Regions from separate parts of the Gossypium hirsutum genome. Here region 2 is linked to region 1. A link is a contact called in public Hi-C data. All regions are on one chromosome and are shown on one strand. The core of a region is the stretch at or near the end of the contact, and the rest is flanking DNA. Distances in the headings are between cores, read along the strand shown. Region 1 holds the start of LOC107945750 (AP-3 complex subunit sigma). Region 2 holds the start of LOC107942584 (succinate dehydrogenase [ubiquinone] flavoprotein subunit, mitochondrial).

Evidence for each region. A called contact is a pair of places that touch in the nucleus more often than the background predicts.
Region 2: a Hi-C map of hypocotyl shows a contact between it and region 1, with 5 times the contacts expected there. The contact joins the promoter of LOC107942584 here to the promoter of LOC107945750 in region 1. A contact is called at or near these places in 8 of 34 Hi-C or Micro-C datasets (anther, hypocotyl, leaf and 1 more).

What each region holds. Positions count from the first base shown.
Region 1 is chrD12:11,789,531-11,795,437 of Gossypium_hirsutum_v2.1, reverse strand. LOC107945750 (AP-3 complex subunit sigma) reads right to left here and starts at 2,766. Exons shown (of 7, transcript XM_016879861.2): 1 at 2,566-2,766; 2 at 2,421-2,463; 3 at 2,157-2,218; 4 at 1,898-1,994; 5 at 1,103-1,188; 6 at 544-635; 7 at 125-425. The coding sequence starts at 2,634. The coding sequence ends at 359.
Region 2 is chrD12:11,935,715-11,941,621 of Gossypium_hirsutum_v2.1, reverse strand. LOC107942584 (succinate dehydrogenase [ubiquinone] flavoprotein subunit, mitochondrial) reads left to right here and starts at 2,346. Exons shown (of 16, transcript XM_041108474.1): 1 at 2,346-2,599; 2 at 3,146-3,304; 3 at 4,189-4,276; 4 at 4,699-4,845; 5 at 4,923-5,063; 6 at 5,266-5,351; 7 at 5,447-5,539; 8 at 5,635-5,698; 9 at 5,862-5,907. The coding sequence starts at 2,495.

The DNA of each region.
Region 1 (5,907 bases), core at 1,517-4,016:
TGTTGATAGATATTTGAGTTTAAAATAGAAAAACTTAACAAAAGGTGTAGAGAAAATAACAGCAGAGAAATCACAGCTCTAACAATTACAACATTACTAACCTGAAGTATCTGAGAAAAGCGTATAAAAATTGCAAAAATAATCAGTACTCAAAGCTGTAAGCGTGTACTTCTAGTAAAACACCTTGTTACATTTAACTATTTCCTATTTATGCTGCACAGAAAACTAAATATTCAAATACAACACCTCTAAACTTCTGATTATTTGGGTCAATATGGAAATGTAACTCTTCACTCAAGCATTAACAAAGACAGTAAACAATTCAATGACCAATTTTACCAGCATTTGAATGTAATAACTACCTACTTCGCCAACCAGAAGCAGATTTCGGGATGAGTGAGATGGCATTCGAGGCAGCTTCTAACCTACACCACGGTTATGGTTCATCTGTTAATTCGAATTAAAAACAATGCAAAAGTGGAAAACCTCACATCATCTACATGCATTTTCACACAAGAGAGGAGGAAAGGAGAGAGAAAGCACTTAGATATCTCTTCAACTGCCTTCATAATTTCTGATGAACTTGTTTCCACCACTTGACCTCCAAAAACCATCTCATCGAGGATAGTGTGTATCTGCAAAGTGTTATTCAAGATTTGAATAAAATGAAGATAACCAAGTCAATCTTGGTGAGGAACAAAAAATGACCGGCAAAAGCAAGATAGATTTAAAACAGAATATTGTTGTAAGACGGCATTCTAGCGACTTTAAATCATTTTTCAGCGAACGGGTAAAATATTAAAATTTGGTCATATGAAGTGATTATTGAGCTTATTCTAAAACATTGTCCATATGGGCTATCAAGTTAATACTACAGAACTCAGGCGAAGTTAACTTCTAAAGTTGCAAAAATCAATGTCAAATAACCCTGCCCCCCCCCCAAAAAAAAAAGGATTTACCTATCATAAACTAATATTTCGAACCTGAACCATACCCCAAAAATGTTTTCTGAGAACACCATTTTCTATAAGATTACCCATTCCATCCTCTAGCACTTGAAAGAAGAAAACTAAATAGATGCAGATATTAGTGATGAGACAACCTTGCTGTAATTGAACACGATGTCAAGCTCGCAAACATTCTGGAAGCATTTGTCCAACGTTTCCACAAAAACTGAAGGCAGCACATCTAAAGTAAGTAAAATGATCCAATATTTGAAAGAAAAATCAGCAATTATAGTAATATCCAGCTGTCTAGTTTTTAAAGGGAAAGCAAGACAAACCTGATAAATTATTGTCATCAGAGAACATGCAATTCTAGGGCTAAGCATCCATTAAATCTTGTAGCTTAATAACAATAATCACAAACATCATTCATGCAAAAAAGATGATCATATACAGGTAGCATCTAGAAAGCATACTGATGCTATCGAGCTTTACACTTAAAAGAAAACTTAACTAAGGGTGGGTTTGGATGGACGGTGAGTTTACCTGCGGTTAGTGTAAAAACAGCGGTGGCGGTGAGATTAGATACTGTAGCGTGAGACAAAAAGTAAACTAAACGCACCGCACCGTACCCAATCGCCCATCCAAACCCACCCTAAGTTGGGAGGCAAAACAACAGTGATCACTGATTCCAGCACACCTGAAAATCAATTTTATTCTCCGGTTTTCGCTAAATGCTCAAAAAGTAAAATCTATTTCAAAAAAGGTGTATCTGAAATGAACTCAACCATAAATAATCACAAAGACCATAAAAGCGGATCTAGTCAGCTTTGCAGAAAAGGTTTTCTTATCTATAATACAAGATTTAAGTATTCAGAAATCTCCAAATATTGAGTAAATAGAAATCCTGGTTTTGAAAGGTTAGCCCTAAAAGAAAAAAAATGGAAAGATACCTTGTATCAAGTCAAGCACGGCTAGCTCGTTTTCAGAACTATCAAATACAAAGACAAAGTAAAGTGTAGCAAAATGCTTGTATACAAGACGACTATCCTGCAAGTGAGAATTATGTAACAATTAATAGAGTTCTAAAGCAGAGTCGTAATAAAGCTCTGGAAGTTATTAACAAGGTTCAAATCACGAGAACATAAGTGAAAATCAATTGGAACAACTCTTACAAAAACGAGAGAAAGTTAGGAAAATAAAAGAAATTACCAGACCAAAAATTGATTCCGCATCTATGAAATTGCTTACGTTCTCAGCTCTACTGCATAAGACTGTTAAAAAAATCAAAATCAAAACTGAAGGGAAAACAAAAGAAAACGACATAAAAAAAGATATCTATAAGTAGGAATTCAAGCATGATCGATTAGATGGAATACCAAACGAGATCACAAAAAAATGAAACGACGTTCAAGCGATCCAGAGAGGGCAATTCAAACCGCAAGCTAAACTAAGAACAAATCGAGAGAAAGGAACCTGAAAAAACGCCGCGAATAAGCTCCTGCTGCTTCTCAACTGACTGATTTCAACCAAATCCGGGGCCACGTCGATTATTGAGAGGGAATTTGAATCGGTAAGCAAGATTGCGGACTTCTAAAATGAAAAGGGGAGAGAAACTTACCAGATACTCATAAAATTTTGCCAGTCGTGACTTGCCTTGAGTGTTCATCACCATCACAGCTTTTATCATCTTCGCTCCTTTCGCTCACTCTAACCAAACAGTAATCTGGATTCGTTAAATATGTTCGCATCTGAGTATATAATGTAAACGGAAGGGAAAAGGTAGTCACTCAATTATGGGTAGATTTTAGTTTTGATTATTTAATTAAAAAATAATTATAACTTGGTGACTGACATTTTTGAAATTATTTTCCCCCATTTTAATTAATATGATGATATTTTAGTCCCTAAATTTTATATTTTCAAAAAATTAAGGAAAATTGTTTTCCACTATAAGAAAATGAAAATGAAAAGGATTCAAAATATAATTTGTTTTTAAGATTTGAGTTTTTGAAAAATAATTTAAATTTTTAATTGGACTTTTTTATTTAAAAATTTTTAAAATTTTAAAAATGGTATACCAACTTAGTTATTTACCAATGGTGGTGGAGGGTGTTACATAGGCGGCACCACTCCTATTTTCTAACGCACGTCACTTTCAACTAATAATAATAATTTTTTAATAGTGCAGCCTTGTTGATAGGCAACACCAAAGTATTTTTCCCATATAGTTCCAATACACGGGTTAAATACGGGTTTGGATGGTGGTGCCCATGGGAAAGGGTGCACCAAAACTGGTGCTAATGTTATAGGCGGCACCAATGGTACCAATCTTGTAGGCAGCACCAGTGGTGCCAATCTTGTAGGCGGCATTAGTTCCCAGCCATTATTTAAGCAGTGTTTGGGAAAAATTTTGAGAAGTCAAATACAGCAAAAAAAACTCAATAGAAAAAGAGTAAACAGACAAAGAAGAATTCACAATGTTAGTAGATATGAAATTCATTTTTTACATTACAGTAATTATTTTGCTTGAAATTGTATTGAGAATTTTTATTTCTTTTTTAACAGATCTAATATTGAATATAGATAATCAATTTTTCGTATGTGTTTATTTCGTTGGAGTAATTTGACAACAACAGTTGAATGTATATTTGAATGTCGCCAACAAATAGCAATGAGATTTAATAGAAATGTCTCAGTTGATGATATGAAGGAAATGATTAGTGCAAAAATTATTAGACATTGTGGGAGAAGGATCTCGAAACTTTTCTACAAGTTTCCAGTTTCGACAGATTTTATCAAATTCACCGAGATGGAACTTGTAGACGATGAAGACATGGAGACAATGGTCACTCTTTTTTGTGGGAATCAAAGCTACCAAAATGCACCGATTCAGTTATTTTTTGAGTTGGTTTATGTGGAGCCAGTTGAATATCTCACTCCATTACATGATGAACATGGAGTTCAAGATCCGTGTATGGTGGTTCCGATATCATACGTTGATAGTCAATCAACTGTACACGGGTTCGGCATCGATCTTAATACTACACCTGAGACTGATCCGAATGTTGATGATGGATATGATAGTAGTGATCCTTCTGATCACGAGGTCGATTGTGATAGTGATCCCAATATGGACAAGGTCTCGGATGATATTGACGATGAAGACGCGAATGATGATGGAAATGTTAACGCGTCTTCAGTCGGGAACCCGATTCGATGCATTGTGATACTCAAGGATCTTGGGGCACACATGTCACTAATAAACCCCGATGCGGCGCATGTAGCCGAGTTCCCGAAGTATCCTGATATACTACCTACTCAACAGTTGGTTAGAAATTCTGAACATGAGGAGTTGTTAGTAGGCCAAAAATTAGAAATCAATGAAGATTGCGTATTTGTCATTAAGCGATATAGCATGAATGTGTCGGTGTACTACAAAGTCATCTTGTCTAAACTGACATCGTGTCTAAACTGACATTGTATATTAGGGAGTGTTGGAGGTCGACAGAAGTCTGCAATTAGCGAGTACGAGCTGCTCGAGACTAGGATTGGACCTGACATGCGGATGTCTCTTCAGACACTAGACTATCTTTATATTATATTATTTTCTTTATAATTTTTTAGTGGTGTAACACCTCTAGCCCGTCTCCGTCGCTGGAGTATGATTACGGAGTATTACAATACAGATCAAAACATTTAGTATGAAAGAGCATCAAGTTTTCTAATTAATTATCAACATTTATATTATCATGTAATTTAAAGTGAAATATATACTCATGGGCCTAAAATCGGGTTTATGAGGCTTAAAAATAGTTTAGAAACAATCGGAGACCAATTAGAAACAAATCAGAAGATTTAGGGAAAATATGAAAATTTTTAAAATAAGGGTCACACGGCCATGTGTCTAGGTTGTGTGACAGAGCCCAGACCATGTAGCTCAAGACATGACCATGTGACTACTTCACTCGCCCTTGTACACTGGCCATGTAACTAACTAGCTCGTGTAATAATAGGTTAAACAGTCGTATGGCCAGACCATGTAACTCACTGTGACCGTGTAACTTAGGGTCACAGATCGTGTCGTCAGTCCATGTAACTCACTGTGCCCATGTAACTTAGGTCACACGATCATGTTGCCAGTCCATGTAACTCACTGTGCCCGTATGGGCCAACCTCACTGAAAACAAATAAGGCACACGGCCGTGTGTGACACACAGTCGTATGATAGGTCGTGTGCATCCAAATTTGGTCCAAAACTTGTCATTTCTACTCCCAAATGCTTAGGTAACCAAACACACCAAAAGTACATGCATACTAGCCCTCAAAACACATTCAAAACACTCAAAGCATACCAAACAATCAACCTAGGTGCCTAACCAATGTGTCATCATTGACATCACAATTCAAATACCTAACAAGCTATTATATTAACTAAATACTCAAGCTATAAGAACATCTTCTAAACGACTTGCATTCATTCACAAAACACCACACATCACTTCATGCTAAACTTACCATATCTCATTCACATTCAAGTCCTTTCACATGTACTATAACTTAGTACTCATGCATGTATACATTACATAATAAGTTTACACAACAACATCATATGCACATCATTTTTATAATACAAGTATCTACAAACTATTACAAAACATATTCAAATTCTCCTAGTACATGTCATATAAGCCAAAGTTTGTATTCAAAATCTACCAAAACGTCCTCGGATAGTGTGATTTCTCCAAGTTGATCCGATCACCCAATTTTCCACCAAAAGCTATCTACAAGAAAACAAGATAAATAACACGAGTAAGCTTTTATAGAGCTTAGTATGTTCGACGATTAAAAAGATAAATTTTACCAAATTAAACATATCAATTTTAATAAAAAATTTAATAATCAAAGCTTCCTGTCAATCATAGTCACAACAGGTGAGTCAATACTCAATCAAGAATGCAAA
Region 2 (5,907 bases), core at 1,097-3,596, 150 kb before region 1:
GCCCGATAGAAGAAGCAATGAATTGTTTGTTGTGAATGGTGAATGTGGAGGCTACGTGGCTGCTGTCTCCACCCAAAAGGTCCGTCATGGCTGGGAAATGCACCAGCGCCTATCTTTCTTTGTTTCTCCTACGTGGAACCATTTGGATCATGGATCAATGCTTATCCCCCACGCAACTTGGTTTAAACTTTCTTTTTTCATCAATTAATATCTAATGATGAAAGTTAACTTATGCATGCAAAAAAGAATAATGGACCGACGCTAAACCTGCAAAACATCAGCTTTCCACCCTTGACCTTTTGCCTTATTAGTCAAACAACAAAAAACAGCCTCGGCTTTCGGTTCTAAATACTATTCAACTTATTCCTAATAATCTTTGATAAATCAAATAATTCATAAGAAAATGAAGTGTTTTCTTTTATTTTTTCTCAAAAACGAAATTACTTTATTCACACATTTAATGTCATCTTTTATATTCATTTAAATAATTTCATTTTTACATGTTTATATAATAGGTATACATTTATGTTTTAGAAATTTTTTTAAATGTAAACCATTATTCACTTATAATCTATTTATAATAAATTCTAATATTATTAAAATAAAATAATTGTTAGAAGGAAAATTTTTATTTTTAAATTTATTTAAAAGTTTCAAAATGAACTCTCATGACATATTTATATATTTTCAAAATAAAACTAATTTACTTAATTATCATTTCAAAAGATCTAATAATATTCATTTTAGTGTAGACATTTGATTTTGTTTGAAAACCCACTTTTAATTTTCTAACAGCAACAATTATGCTAAATTAAGTGTTTAGATTCACATTTTTAAAAATCATATATTTTTTTAACATTAATCCTAAAGCATCTGCAAAATTTTAATTTGAGAAATGATTTCTAATAACATTCTTAAATTAAAGTTTTTGCAGTCCATGAAGAGGACCTGTAATTGATACCGACTTGCAAAAAAGGAATAATTTATCAACATAAAATGTTTCATCGTGTATGGTTTAACATCATAAAATTAGGGTGCGAATATTATTTCATCTCATAGCTTGTATATATTAAATTTATAATTTTATAATATTAATTTTTGTTTAATTTTTAATCGATTTTTTCAAAAAATATTAATAAATTAAAAATGTAATATAATTACAAAATATTCAATTTTAAAAATAATACAAAAATTTATCATAATTTGAATATTAATATTAATACATTAAAATTTAAATAATATTATTAATAATTTCTTATAGGTTATTCATTATATATATTGTTAAACTAATTTGTTTTAATGTTAAAATTGTCATTTATTTTAATTTTATATTTCTCTTTGCTCTATTTAATCAAGGAATGTAATTAAATCTTATTATATTATAAAAAGGAATATAAATTTAATCTGATAAATATTATTAATATGTGACTTTTTTTAACTATATTCTGAACTTAACATTTTAATATTCATTAATTTTAATATTATAACATTAAAGTGTAATTCAATCAAGTAAAATCTTAAAATAAGGAGATACTTTATTTAAAATCAACTTTATATTTAACATATATAAAATTATAAAAAAAATTTAAACAAAAGGCATAAAATAACTTAAAAAAAATTAGAAGGCCAAAGAAGTAAAAGAGTAATTTACTCAAATTATAAATAAGTGCTTTAAATAGAGAATATTATGTGTCAAAAAAAAATGTTAATGTGAGCATGACTATTTTTTTTAACCTGTTATAGTATAAAATTTATTTAAATTTAATTATAAGAACACATAGTTTTTTTTCTATAATTAGTGAGAAAAAATAGAGTTATTTGAGATTAAACTCAAACTATTATACTTATAAACATAATGCTTTTGTTATTAAAATAAAAAACTGTTGACATAAAAATATATAATTTTGATATAAAATTTGGCATATTTCAAAAATTAAAATGTCCCCCCCCCCAATAAAAAATGGTTTCATAGTTTGACGCTTAAATCTCGTGATACTTTTACTTTTCATAGGTATATTGTTTTTTTTTGTTTTTAAATAATTATATATATTATATAAATATATTTTAATTACATATGTATAACTATATTTATACGTTAATATAAAATTTAAGATTACTAAAAAAATTCAATAATTTAATTAAATAATTAAAATTTAACTTTATATATAATTATAATAAAATAAAAACGATTAAGATAAAAATACATTAAAAACTAATTATATTCCTCAAAAAAATTCATAGAATGCAAAAGAAATGGCATTACGGTAGTTATCTTGAAAAACAAAGGGTAAGTGTAACAGCATACTGCGTCAAATGAGCAATTAGGCCCTTTCCAACTACGCCGCCATCATTTTTGCTCTCTTCCCTCGGCCAGGCAGTAACTATTCCCAGCAAATATATATATATATATTTATACATAAACAAAATTAACCACACGCCTTCCAATACCCGCTACTCGCAAAAGGAAAAAAAGCATCCAACAAAGTAGGCGGAGATGTGGCGCTGCGTTTCTCGTAGCCTTAGAGCTCCATATTCCAACAGATCAGTTGCCGCTAACTCTCTTAGATCTAACATTTCCAGTTTCTTCTCCACTCATGCTGTATGCTTCTTTCTTTTCTAGGGTTTTTGAGCTTTTTGTTCCGCTTTTAATTTCTATTTCTTTTCTGCTTTCAAAATCAATTCCTGCTTTGTTTTTATATTCTCGTTTTCTCAACGGTTGCTGGTTTTTTTCGGGTAGATTCTGATTAAAACCTATATGTAATTTGAATCGTTTTAGTGTTTGTACTGTTTGGCTGCTGAGAAAGGTGTCCAAGGAAAAGAATCCATAGAATCTACGCATTATTTTCTTAAATCATCTTTAATTTTAGCTCCATTCAGTTGACTTCCCTAATATACAGTAGAAACAAATACCATCTGGAACTTGATCTTAGTTAACATCTTTTTCTAATGGGACAAGTTCCGTTTTCTGCCCATGTTGATTACTTTAGCTGATTTTATGCAAAATGCATATATTTTCGATTTGTTTCTCAGTATTATCTTTTTCTTCTGATTGGTTGGGAATGTTTTATAGAATTTATATAGTTATTAAAAGAAAAAAAAACTGAACCAGAAGTATTTTGGTGATGGACATTTGCGATCATTGCAGGGGCCCCCTTATACAATAGTGGATCATACGTATGATGCAGTTGTGGTTGGTGCTGGTGGTGCGGGGCTGAGAGCAGCCATTGGTCTTTCAGAGCATGGATTTAATACTGCTTGCATAACTAAGCTTTTCCCAACTCGTTCACATACTGTTGCGGCTCAGGTTTTTAGACTATATGGTGTTCATGATTATGAGTTATGCTGTTGCTATTATTCAGGGCATGCTTGTGTTACGGTGGCTTTAGATAAATGGGATTCATCATTCTTGATTTTATGGGCATATTGGTTCTACAGTTTAGTGGTTTCTGTACATGGTACTTGTCTCTTTGCTACTGTTCCCTTTCTTATCACAGATGTCTGTGTTGCACAATAACTGATGTTCTCCTTGTCCAATCAAGACTGAACAAACATGTTCAAAAGAAAAAAGAAGAAGAAGAAGAAGAAGAAGAAGAAGAAAAGAGACTGCACAAACGTGAAGTTCACCAAAATCATTTTTACTACCTCAAATATGAATTTTTTAAAACATCTTCAAATATCATAAATTGCCACTCTTACACTTTCCATATTATGATCCATTTGTTTCTTTTGCATTTTTCTTAAATATAGTGTCTTTTGCACTTTGAAGTGTAATACATGGGTATTTAAATTTCTCTTGTCCAACTAAGACTGAACAAACATGAATTATACCAAAAGCATTTTTATTACCATAACCATGATTTTCCTTTTAAAGTTCTTCAAATACTATAAATTGCCACTCTTAAACTTTTTGTATTATGATCTATTTGTTTCTTTTGCATTTTAAAGTGCAATACATGTTTATGTAAATTTCTTATATTGATGTGTTTTATAAGATACAATGCACTTCTCCAATTTTTTTTAAGTATTTTGTTTTCATTTTAAAAGTGGATCATTCTGATAAAACAGATCCATTGTTTATTTACATGTCTAAAGCAAAGTCTGTAGAAAGGTTTTGTTAGTGATGCTGTTTGTTTTCCATTCCATTGAAAGATTATTGACTCATTTATCTGTCTGGACTTTTCTGTTTAGGGTGGCATAAATGCTGCTTTGGGAAATATGACTGAAGATGACTGGCGATGGCACATGTATGACACAGTTAAAGGAAGTGATTGGTTAGGTATATGATTTGTTTGAATTTGTATCTCTTGTGGTTTTCAGTTGGTACATGGAATGCATTTAAGCATATGCTTCTACTTGATCTTTGGCTCTCTAAGAATAGTTTATTTTTTTATCAGCTTTCTCTTTTCTACGAAAAGTACATGTTCCCCCTTAAGTACACTTCAGTCTTGCCTGATGTAGTTTATTATATTTCCTTGCATTCTTGAAGTGGTTTCCACATCTGTTGATCCCCCCCCCCCCTTGAACTCTATTCAAAATACTGATATTAGTTGATTGTGCCAAAGTAATTTGGCTGAAGCTAAAGGCAGAAGAGCCATGCTGCACTAAACTACCTATTTTACTTGTATGTCTGTAGTGCTGTGACTACCTTTTTAACAATCTGTTTCCTTGTTATAACAAAAAGCGGGTGTATGATTGTAGGTGATCAGGATGCAATTCAATATATGTGCAGGGAGGCACCAAAAGCTGTGATTGAACTCGAGAATTATGGGCTGCCTTTTTCTCGAACAGAAGATGGGAAAATATATCAGAGGGCATTTGGTGGTCAAAGCCTAGACTTTGGAAAAGGTATAAGTACATAAATTTGATTGTTGTGCTTAGTGATAGAATTCTGATTTTAGCTTGGCATTTTCTATCTTGACCAGGTGGACAGGCTTATCGTTGTGCATGTGCTGCTGATCGAACGGGGCATGCTCTACTGCACACTCTCTATGGCCAAGCTATGAAACATAATACCCAATTCTTTGTGGAATATTTTGCTCTGGATCTATTGATGAACAGTGATGGTAGGTTCATGTAGGGAATTTAAGTCCTCATCAATGTAAATCATATTACTTTCATTTGCAGCCCTTGTTATTGTTTAGCTGTCCATAATTTTGAGCTTTATTTGTTCTCTTAATTTTGATGAGCATGTCACCTTCTCCATTTTCTGTTTTATCCTTGTTTTTAGTGTAACATGGATAACTTGATTATTTATGATTTGTGCAGGAAGCTGCCAGGGAGTGATAGCTTTAAACATGGAGGACGGAACACTACATCGCTTCCAGGCTTCTTCAACAATTCTGGCCACAGGGGTATATATGCATTCCTGATCTATTTTTTATTTTTTTCAAAATGAATGATCAAAATAAATTGAAGGACCTTTGTGTGTGTTGTCTGTTTCTTTCAGGGATATGGTAGAACCTACTTTTCTGCAACTTCAGCTCACACATGCACTGGTGATGGCAATGCTATGGTTGCACGTGCTGGGCTTCCCCTCCAGGTTTCTTTTCTGTGTTGCTGCAACCTTTTTCTTATTTTTTAATCTTCTATCTCTTTACCTTTGTTTTTATCCAATTTTATTTATGCTTCCTACAGGATTTGGAGTTTGTGCAGTTCCATCCAACTGGAATCTATGGGGCTGGGTGCCTCATTACTGAAGGTTTGTGCGTATACAACTTACTGAGAGCAGCATTATGGTTGATTTTTGGGTTACATCATATAGATAGTTATTATACCTTTCCTTTTTTAATTTAGTTTTACTGCACCACTTAATTAGTTGAAGTTGAGTGGGTTCGTTTCTAATTTGCATCTGCAATTTGCAGGGTCTCGTGGTGAAGGTGGCATCCTTAGAAATAGTGAAGGTGAACG